Linked DNA regions of Xenopus laevis: region 1 is linked to region 2. The links are chromatin contacts, called in public Hi-C maps. All regions are on one chromosome and are shown on one strand. The core of a region is the stretch at or near the end of the contact, and the rest is flanking DNA. Distances in the headings are between cores, read along the strand shown.

What was found. Hi-C and Micro-C count contacts between places; a contact is called where the count stands out from the background.
Region 1: a Hi-C map of the XTC cell line shows a contact between it and region 2, with 5 times the contacts expected there. The contact joins two enhancer-like sites. A contact is called at or near these places in 3 of 4 Hi-C or Micro-C datasets (the XL177 cell line, the XTC cell line and animal cap).

The regions. Positions count from the first base shown.
Region 1 is chr2S:38,706,672-38,712,002 of Xenopus_laevis_v10.1, forward strand. No RefSeq gene overlaps it. Among protein-coding and RNA genes, the nearest start is that of mnt.S, 18 kb to the left of the region's middle. Within about 2 kb of position 2,515, at least 1 of the 7 cell types and tissues checked has an H3K27ac peak or open chromatin away from gene starts, as enhancers often do.
Region 2 is chr2S:38,618,549-38,623,906 of Xenopus_laevis_v10.1, forward strand. No RefSeq gene overlaps it. Among protein-coding and RNA genes, the nearest start is that of mnt.S, 70 kb to the right of the region's middle. Within about 2 kb of position 2,338, at least 1 of the 7 cell types and tissues checked has an H3K27ac peak or open chromatin away from gene starts, as enhancers often do.

The DNA.
Region 1 (5,331 bases), core at 1,265-3,764, 88 kb after region 2:
ATGCAATATTTAGGGATCCTGGGTTCCATTCCTGCCAGGGCAATATTTGCAAGGAGTTAGTATGTTCTACCTGTGTCCTTGGGTTTCCTTCAACTATACAAAAACATACAGGCAGATTAACTGACCTTTTCTAAAATTGATTATAGTGTATTTGAAGGAACTTAGGGCTGTCATATATGAGCATTTTTTTTGTATTCATAAACACATGCTTTAGACAACTAAATGTGTTTTTATAAGTCCAAACACGTCTCTATTCTAATGTATTATGAATGCATGTCAATCGCACAAAAATGCAGCATGTTACATGTAGGAGACTTGAAGGCAGTTCTGAATGTACGTGAGTAAAAACACCCAGCTTACATGTGTTTTAATGTTCTCAAATCTGTGTGTTAAGCACACATAAAACACTCAAAATAAAAAATGTCTGTGTGTTAGAGACTGCCGTCAACTCCACTGAGGAAAGGACTGATGTGAATTATATCTAATATCTGTAAAGCTCTGCAGTATACAACAGTGATATATATATATATATATATATATATATATATATATATATATATATATATATAAAATGTACTCAAAATACCTAATCAAGGTTGCATTCCGGCACTGAAAGGGTTACAGTTACAGCTAGGAGGGTGCGTCCCCTTCTCTGCTGGATCAGTGTGTTTTCCCCACATGCTGTTGGCTAGGGGTGTGTGGGGGTGAGGCCACGTTTCACAATAATCCAGGGGGAGGAGGTACAAGGATGGCTGAAAAAAACAACGTGGAGGGGGAGGAGCCTGGGGATTACACAAACGCGTGATGTGAGGAGGGAGATCCTGCCTAATGACTGCTGCTGTTTTTTGGCTCCTTAAAGGGGCAACGCGTGAGCCGCTCTGGCTCATTTCTTTCTTTTCCACTAGGGTTTGGTTGGATATTTAGAGTTTGGAGCTGGCTCTGTGTACAGGACTGCATTGCATAGATTGTGGGCCTTTTTACCTCCTGTATTGGTCAGTATCTTATTTAATGTTATTGTCGGACTGGCCCACCAGGATACCAGGAAAACTCCCGGTGGCCCAGGTGTCAGTGGGTCCTCCTGCTTCTAAACATTTGGCCTATTTCATGGCCATCCCCTATTTTTATGAGTACAAAGAAGCTAAATAGATGGGATAATAGATTATAGTATGTAAAGAAAAGAGACTAGGAGAATAGAGGTTGAGGTGAATGTATACACCCATATCTCCTCCGGGTTTGTTTGTTTTTGTTGTTGAGTGACCCAGTTTTGGACTTCCTTTCATCACTATATGTCATTTCCATGGGTTTTCCAGTTTTTTTCCAGCTACATTGAAGGAGCGTGTGGGCATGTGCATTGGCTGGAACATGGAAAATATTTGCAGCAGCATACACAGTTTCCCCCAAAATTGTAGGCCTTGGAGTTGACGTCTCTGCACACATTCCTATTAAACAGCTCTGCAGAATATGCTGGCACTTAAAATCAGAACTAGGGGTAGGCAGAAGAAGCACGTACCAAGGACACAAATCTTGGTGGGAGCCAGGCACGTACCTATCCTGTTGCCAGTACCAGTGTTGATTGTGCAACATAATATTTAGGATGTGGGGCCCCTCATAGTACTTGCATTGTCTTACGTTTTTACGGCTTAGGTTTTTTTTAACTGTGCCAGCAGAATTATTTTGGTAATAAATAATGTCTTTTTATATGATATTTTGAGTAATTGAGTATAATACAATATCACATTTTCTCAGCGCTATATGTCCTCTTTTATTTCCCTATAACACAGCGAAGTAACATTTCACACAGCAGTGTAACACTGTACTCAAAGTAGACCCTGCCTCAATACGTTTGAGCGCCCCTGCTTTTAATCAACCCTGTCCAGTCTTGCTTGTGTGTATTGGTTACTATCAGCAGTTATCCGGTAATCTCTAATTATTATAGACATGGAGTTGATGTGGGTGAGGCTGATGCAAACCTGAAAAGCAGGAACAGTGCTACACTGTCTATAAAGCTCTGCCAAAAGCCCCTCCTTTATTACGTCTTGTCAACAAGTTTGTGCTCTCAGCCAAAGAACGGTGGATTTTACAAACGTGTGTATATTATTTCAACAGTACAGAATATGTTTAAAGCTCTAACTATCAGGGAAATCGGTAAGGCACCAAATAGTTCAAATTATTATTAGTATTTTTAAATAAGGTGCCAACATATTCCATGTTTGGAGTTGGTTTAACTTCAACGAAAATTAATGAATATTACATAGGTTTTGGAAAAATAAACATTGGGTCTGAAATATCCTGCTGATAACATGAAAAGGACTTCTAATCTTACATTTGGGAGGGTCTGTTTAAATTTACACTATTGATTAATGGCCTGAATCTGTACAAACTGCTCTGTGGAGATGGAAGAGGAAAAACTGCACCCCACCTCATCCCAGCTGAACAACTGTGGAATGAACTGTAATGCCGACTAAGTGCCAGGTCTGATCACCCAATATCAGTGCCCAACTTCACTAATCTATCCATACTAATGAAAACAAATCCCACCAACAGCATCCCAACGTCTAGTGGAAGGTTTTCTAGAGCAGAGGCTGGGAAAGCAAAGGGAGCACCGAGTTAAATATCCTTGGTTTGCAAGCCAGATTGGTGTTAGAGAGTTATCCCCTCGAGTTCCAGTGAGCAGCAAACTGATGTTAGAGTGTTCAATGGCTCTGCACAATTCATATTGGTCATTTTAGTAGATTCAACCACACCTCTGGTTTCCTGGTTCAGCAATCTGACATAAATATTAATTATGTAATAATACATTGTCTTATGTTTATTGTACTTTTACATTTGCATAATCAATGTGTCACTTGCTGCTATTTGAATTGTCTGCACCTATGTACAAAGAGGTTAGACAGGTTATTTGTGCTCCATTTGCACTTGCCTCTCCTAGGTTCATTTCTAAGTTGGTTGTACACAGACAAACCACCAGAAGACAGGAACACAAACCTAAGGGCAGCCTTTGAAAAAGAATCTTTAAATGTATATGTTGTTTTAAATAAAAACACCTCAGGAGGTAATACATATCTAGATATTTTTTCTGTAGCTCAACAATCTACGGCAAAAGCTTGGAAAACACCTGCATTAGACAAACAGTCGGTAAACACCTTGGATAACTTACATATATAATTCAGTGGTAAGCTGGCACAGAAACTGGACTTCACCTCCTCACATCTCAGAGGGTGTCCTTATGCGTTTCGTGCCTTATGGGTACTTAGTCATAGGCCTATGGCTAAGTGCCCATAAGGCGTAAAGCCATCCTCAGAGATGTTCCTTTTTGCGTAATAAAAACGTTTTATTTGTATCTATTTTGGAGTGAAGTCCAGTTTCTGTGCCAGCTTACCACTGAATTCCATATGTCTGATATTACCTCCCCAAGCTGAAGGTCTGGTGCTTGAGCACCTGCACCCCCTGTTAGCATTGGTAAGGTGATTAAACATGTCATAGAGTAGGAAGTACATCTGTAACTAATGCCTGCTTGTTATTTTAATATTATTAAAATAAAGTCTTCTTTGATTTTAACTTCCACTTGCGGAATATTTTCTCATCCACTAAATCCCAATAGCATTGTTAAGTGTACCTTACTGCTCACAAGTTTTGCAATACTGGATATTTATCCTTACTGCCCATCCCATGTTACCCTTGCAAAATTTACCTTGGATAACTGTCAGGCTTTGTTGGAATTCGAGACAGGGACCTTTGGGTTTCTGGCTCTGCACCTTAACCATTGGGCCAGGTGAGTAGCCTGCAGAGTTGCTCACTGTATGTTACCTGGCCTTTGCAACCCCAGCCCAGCAGCAGAATGATTGGTTTGCAGTCAGCCAATCAGGGCTGCTCTGCCCTATATAAACCCAGCCCTCCTAACTTGAGCATTGGCTACCCATACTAGGCATCGTCCCTAACTAAGGGTTCCTGCTCTTGCCTTACCTTGAACCTTGACTTGTTACCTTGCCTTATTCTGATCCTGTCTTGCCCTAACCTATTTCTGCCTTGTCCTGACCTTGCCTGTTCCTGATTCCAGTCTTGTCCTTCTGGTTCACAAGTCATCCAGAGAGTTTTATCTGGAGAGTACAAGTAGCTCTTCCAAATTCAGGCTTCCCTTAGACAAGCTGCCATATGGACATCTATGGACAATTACTATACAGATATCCCTAGCAGTACAAGAGCATCACCACTCCCAGCATTCCAGAGGCCACCATTCACATCTGCTGGAGTGCTCCAAGTGTGACATCCCAGGTATGAAATGCAGGTTCATTCTTTGTATAGTGTAAACCAGCGCCACGTGCTTTGTACTGTATTAGTGATCACATGCCATCTAGTGGGCAGAATCCAAATACTGTTCTTCATCCTTTTTTTAAGCAAAATATAGGTTTTCAGCCATGGGCACCCGGAGGGTAATGGAAAAGCTGCAGATACCAGGCCTGTTTCGAATACTCACAGAAGGTGAATATGTGTTTAGGCTGCAAGTGCAAGTCTTAAGTCACTGATTGCTTCTCTACATACAGGTATGGGATCCATTATCTGGAAACCCGTTACCTAGAAAGTTCTGTATTACAGAGAGTCCATATCCCATAGACTCCAATTTATCAAAATAATCCAAATGTATACAAATAATTGCCTTTTTCTCTGTAATAATAAAACAATACCTTGTACTTGATCCAAACAAAGATCTTTAGTGAAAGCAAAACCAACCTACTGAGTTTATTAAATGTTTAAATGATTTTCTAGTAGACTTCAGGTATGAAGAGCCAAATTACAGAAAGCTCCATTATCTGGAAAACCCCCAGGTCTTGAGCAATCTGGATAACAGGTTTCATACCTGTATAGATGTATATTTGTATAACTGTATTTAGATATTGCTACTAGGATATACAGTGCTAATGTAGAAATGTACACAACCCTTGTATTTGTGTGCTAATAAGCTGGTGCTGGGAGATCAGGTGACTGTTGAGTTGCCTGCTGGGAAGCAGTGACGCATGAAAGTAGCCGGGCTAATGAGTCACACTTCACAGGAATCAGCAGAGAGAAGCTAAACTGGGTCACAGAGCCCAGCGTGCAGCAATGTAACAAATATTTATTGGAAAGAGTCACTGAAAATGTATTGTGCCGAACTGGAAAACACAAGTGAGTGGTTCTGTTCTGTTTAAATGGGAAATAGACCTGTTAATTTGTGTGGCTTCCCTTCACTTTAATTTCTGTAGGTAGCCATTAGCTCTATCCCCTCCAGTGAAGTTACTTCTTCTTAATGGCAGACATGGTGTAGCCTTTGCAGCCTTTGAAAAACAATCTTTAAAT
Region 2 (5,358 bases), core at 1,088-3,587:
CATTACATGAAATTTGTAAGGATCAACCCATTTTTTCATATAAAAGGGGTACGAACATTGCAGACAAATTAGTGAAATCCGATATATTAAAATCAAAATCAGATACGAGGTTCCTTGGTCCACCAAAGTATGGGACATTCCCTTGCCTTAACTGCAGTAATTGCAATTCAATTATAAAGGGTCCTTTTGTAACACATCCCTTAAAAGGAAATAAAATTGCTATCAAACAGTACAGCACATGCAATACAGAGTCTGTAGTATATGGGCTTAAATGCCCTTGTGGCAAAATGTATGTTGGCCAGACTAAGAGGAAAGTGCGGGTTAGAATTGGAGAACATAAACGCTCCATTACAAATTACAACCCCGCTGATGTTAAAACTCACACCCCAGTGGGTAAACATTTCCACGACTATAGACATAACAGTGCCAGTTTAAGGTGGCTAGTACTTGAGGAGGTGAAAATACCGAAACGAGGTGGTGATAGAAAAAAGCTATTATTACAAACTGAAGCCAAGTGGATACATACACTTAATGCAATGGAACCATGGGGATTGAATGATGCCTTTAGTATAAAATGTTTTTTGTAATATGAATATGTTACTAATATAAGCTTGTCTCTTTTCTGCAGAGTTGAACTGCAACATTGTATTTACGTCAGTTAAAGATATTCTATATCTGCAAAGGGTAGGAAACCACTACTTCCTTTTGAAACAATGTATACACTGTATTGTGATTAACTATGTATACTTCTACACTAATATGGTAAAAAGGTGTGTTTTTGGAGTAGGCCACAAGATGGCAGTACTCTTTAAGATGTATTGGATAATATTATGGTCTGGCCAGAGGGTGGAGCTGACATCACATGATGGGATTTGGGGATGTATTTATTCTTCTGTTTTTTTGCACTGTGTAATAAGCACCTGATGAAGAGTCCTTGGACTCGAAACATGTTGTGTATATTGAAATAAACAATACAATCGTTTGAAGGTTCTCCAGGGTAAGCTTTATTCTTTGATCTGTGAAATTTCCTGACTGGACGGAGTCAGATACCCTGTTGAGAGCAGATACATATTTATACAAACGCTGCAAGGATATCACCTAAAGCAATTCTGATTTAAAGGCAAAAAAAAAATAATCCCATTTTTACTTTCTTTAATGAAAAAGAAACGTATCTCTAATATACTTTGATTAAAAAATATGTACCGTTTTTATAAGAAACCTGACTGTATGCAGTGAAATTCTCCCTTCATTTACTGCTGTGGATAGGAATTGTCAGACGGTCCCTAACTGCTGAGCAGGGAAACAATCATACTTATGAATAGCAGGGGGAGCCCCAGCCTTACTTCCCACCCATGCAGAAATCAAGCAGCTTTGTTTATGACGATCCCTAAGCAGCCCAGACCACATTGAGCATGTGCACAGTCTTAAGGTGGCCATACTCGGGCCGATAAAAGCTGCCGACAGACCGAGTCGGCAGCTTATTGGCCCGTGTGTGGGGGCCCCCGACGGGCTTCCCCGATCGAGATCTGGCCGAAAGTCGGCCAGATCTCGATCGGATGGGGTTAAAAATCCCGTCGGATCGCGGCCGCATCTGTTCGTTGATGCGGTCCCGCGATCCGACCGCCCGTTTGCGAACGTGAAGGATCCGATCGTTGGGCCTTAGGGCCCACGATCGGATCAGCCCGATATTGCCCACCTCAAGGTGGGCATATCGGAGGGAGATCCGCTCGTTTGGCGACATCGCCAAACGAGCGGATCTATCCGTGTATGGCCACCTTTAGTCTTGCAAAGATGTTTAACAAAGTTACAAGATGGTGACCCCCTGTAGCCAACTTTGAAAGCATAAATTATTTGTTTGATTAGGCTTGTGGTGCAGTAAGTTCATGTTTATATTTAGTATACAAAATACAGCATTTCTAGCCTTATTCTATTGTAGACTTTACATGCCCTTTAACAGGGTAGTACCATGTCTGTGCAGACGGCAGACGTCACACACACTTACATAACTAGCATGGCGGAGCTTGCCAGTCACATACTTATGATACTAATGGAAAAACTGTTTCTTTTATTAGGATGTCACCTAATCTGAAAAAGAATAATTATGTTTCTTGCTCATGTAGGACAAGTGCTCATTTGTTCTGCATTCACCTTACAGAAAACCCGTCAGACCTTCCCAAGATATAGTATAAGCCCCTCGGGACAGACAGCGTATTCACTTCCATTAAAACCCTGCGAAGGCTGAGACTCTGCCAAATGCCAGTTCCAGGAAGGCTGGATTGCAGTTATCCGGCAGACTGCTGAGCAAGAGAACTGCAGTGCAGTTACCTGAAATGACCGTTGTCAATGGCAACCGATGCTCCTGTGTAAGATTCCGCTCCCTTTTCCGCGCCAACTTGTTTATGCAGAAAGACTTTTTTTGGGGGGGGGGAGGATCTTTACAGAGAATGAAATATATTTATCATTGTGTTTCTGAAAGCTTGCTGGGTTTTGCGCAGTTTGAAAGCACTGGCTGCTGTGCGGATGGGAACTAAACCCTGTGTATGAAATCCCAGCAGAGTCACAGATGCTGCACTTGTTATAGCTTTTTGGTGACAAGTTATCATACACATTACGTATGGGATCCATTACATGGAAACCTGGTTTCCAGAAGTTTCGAAATTGCAGAAAGCCTGTCTCCCATAGACTCTGTTTTAATCAAATAATTAGAGGCAGATTTACTAAAGGGTGAAGTGGCTGTCGCTAGCGAAAATTCATCAGCAATCCCGTCAGCAGGGACATCGCCAGTACAGGCATAAAGTACATCGCTAATGCTATTGCGCTCCTTTACACCATGCAAATTTCTGCTCAGGTGAACAATTCACTAAATTAACTAAAGTGCGAATTTTAGAGAACGTTATCCCTTTCGCCAGAGTTTCCTTCTCCAGCTTAGACCAGGCGAAGCTACATCTGCCTCAATCTTATGTTAGTGACATTATGTCCTGTATGCGAAATCATAAAAATGAAAAAAAAAGCTGGCATTTTTTCATATTTTAAAGTGAAATTCTCTTTAAAAATGGTAACTGTTAAAGATGTTCATTTAAAATGTTTTTAACCATTTGAGGGGCATGCCACATATGTTTTAGGGTGGGCTCATGTCTAGGGCATTAGAGGATCTCTTTTGTCTTAATTTTGGACATTTTTAATAAGTGGCCACTTCACTAATAGACGTATATATGACCTTATTGTACCCACCCTATTCAAATTGACCTAAGCGTGTGTTAATGAGGTTTCGCTAGGCAGAAGTGTCCACTAGCGAAAGTCTGTTAAGAAATGCTCGCTCGGATGAATTTACGCATTTTAGTGAATTAGCGTATGCAGATTAACATCTGACGAAGTGGCGTGAAGTGTGGCGGACCCTTCGCAGGCAAAATTTGCACTTTAGTGAATCTGCCCCTTCAAGTTTTAAAAAATGATTTCCTTTTTCTCTGTAATAATAAAACAGAACCTTGTACAGGTATAGGATCCCTTATCCGGAAACCCGATATCCAGAAAGCTCCAAATAGCTCCCATAGACTCCATTTTATCCAAATAATCCAAATTTTTAAAAATGATTCCATTTTCTCTGTAATAATAAAACAGTATCTTGTACTTGATCCCAACTAAGATATAATTAATCCTTACTGGAAGCGAAACCAGCCTATTGGGTTAATTTAATGTTTAAATTAATTTCTAATAGACTTAAGGCATGAAGACCCAAATTACGGAAAGATCCGTTATCCGGAAAACCCCAGGTCCCGAGCATTCTGATTAACAGGTCCCATACCTGTACTTATTATTATTGGAGGCAAAACAATCCTATTGGGATTAATTCATGTTAAAATTACTTAAGGTATGGAGATCCAAATTACAGAAAGATTCCAAACAGGAACATTTTGGATAACAGGTCCCATATCTGTACTACTTTAGCTTGATGAAACAGACACATACACATTGATATTTTACTATATGAAAAATCATATATAACTCATGCCATATGTTATTGCCTTTATGAATAAAAGATAAAAATGACTTCACATTTTAAGTTATAACTAGTGCTATTTCTAACTGACCTTAAGGGCAGAGATACACATTCAGATTCGGGGAGGTTAGTCGTCTGGAGACAAATCTCCTCTTGACTGAAGACTAATCTCCCGAACTGCCTCCCGCCGGCTAGAATGTAAATCGCCGACAGGATGGCACTCGGAGCGATACGTTTTCCAAAGTCACCCGAAGTTTCCTCGCAGGGCAACTTCGGAAAATGAAGCGCATTGATTGCCATCCCGCCAGTGATTTACATTCTAGCCAGTGGGAGGCAGTTCAGGGAGATTAGTCGCCCTGAAAAAGAAAAGATTTGTCGCTGGGCGACTAATCACTCAGAATTTGAGCTTGTTTCTCTGCCCTAAAAAGAAGTACCATTAGGGCAGAGGGAAATGCTCAGATTTGGGGAGATTAGTCGCCTGGAGATAAATCGCCTCTTCTTCGGGGCAAATAATATCCCTGAAGTGCCTCCCACCGTCTAGAATCTAAATTGTCAGCGGGATGGCACTCGGAGAGCTTTGTTTTCCGAAGTCACCCGAAGTTTCCTTGTGAGGCAACTTCGGACGACTTCGGAAAATGAAGCGCACCGATTGCCATCCCGCCATCAATTTACATTCTAGCCGGCGGGAGGCAGTTCGGGGAGATTAGTCGCCCCCACGAAGAAGAGGAGATTTGGCGCCGGGCGACTAATCTCCCCGATTCTGAACGTGTGTCTCTGCCTAGGATGAGATAGGCAACAGCAATTTAAAGCTGTACAGACATGGTCAGATTAGGTCAGTCAGTCTGCTGGGCGTGTTTAGCAATATAGACATGGAAACAACTGTTCTTCTAGCAGAAAAATGTTCCGTGTGACTCTCTCTTTAAGCCGGAACCTTGCAGAACAGTGGAGGCAAATGGTCTCCAAGTAGAACTCTTACACGCACCTTCACAAAATATATTAGGCACCAGGACAGTGGTGTAACAATAGAGGAAGCAGATCCTACAGGGGGGCCAGTAGTGTTTGCTACTCTGCACCATGCCCTATAGAAGTTTTTTTTTTTCTGGGGGGGGGGAGGATATTTATGGTAGATCATAAAATAACATCACAGTATTTTCGCAAGGTAAATACCCAAGCCATGAGTTTTCTGCCCCAGTGTACAAGGAGGTCTCAGTGCTGCCTCCACCCACTACACAGGGTTCTAACTACCTGGGTCCCTACGGCTGCCCCAAACTACAGCCTTCTCAGTAAATCACATAACTGTTCTCATCCACTCATATGAACTATCTCATACTCCTAGTTTACACTCCTAGTTAGTATTCTCA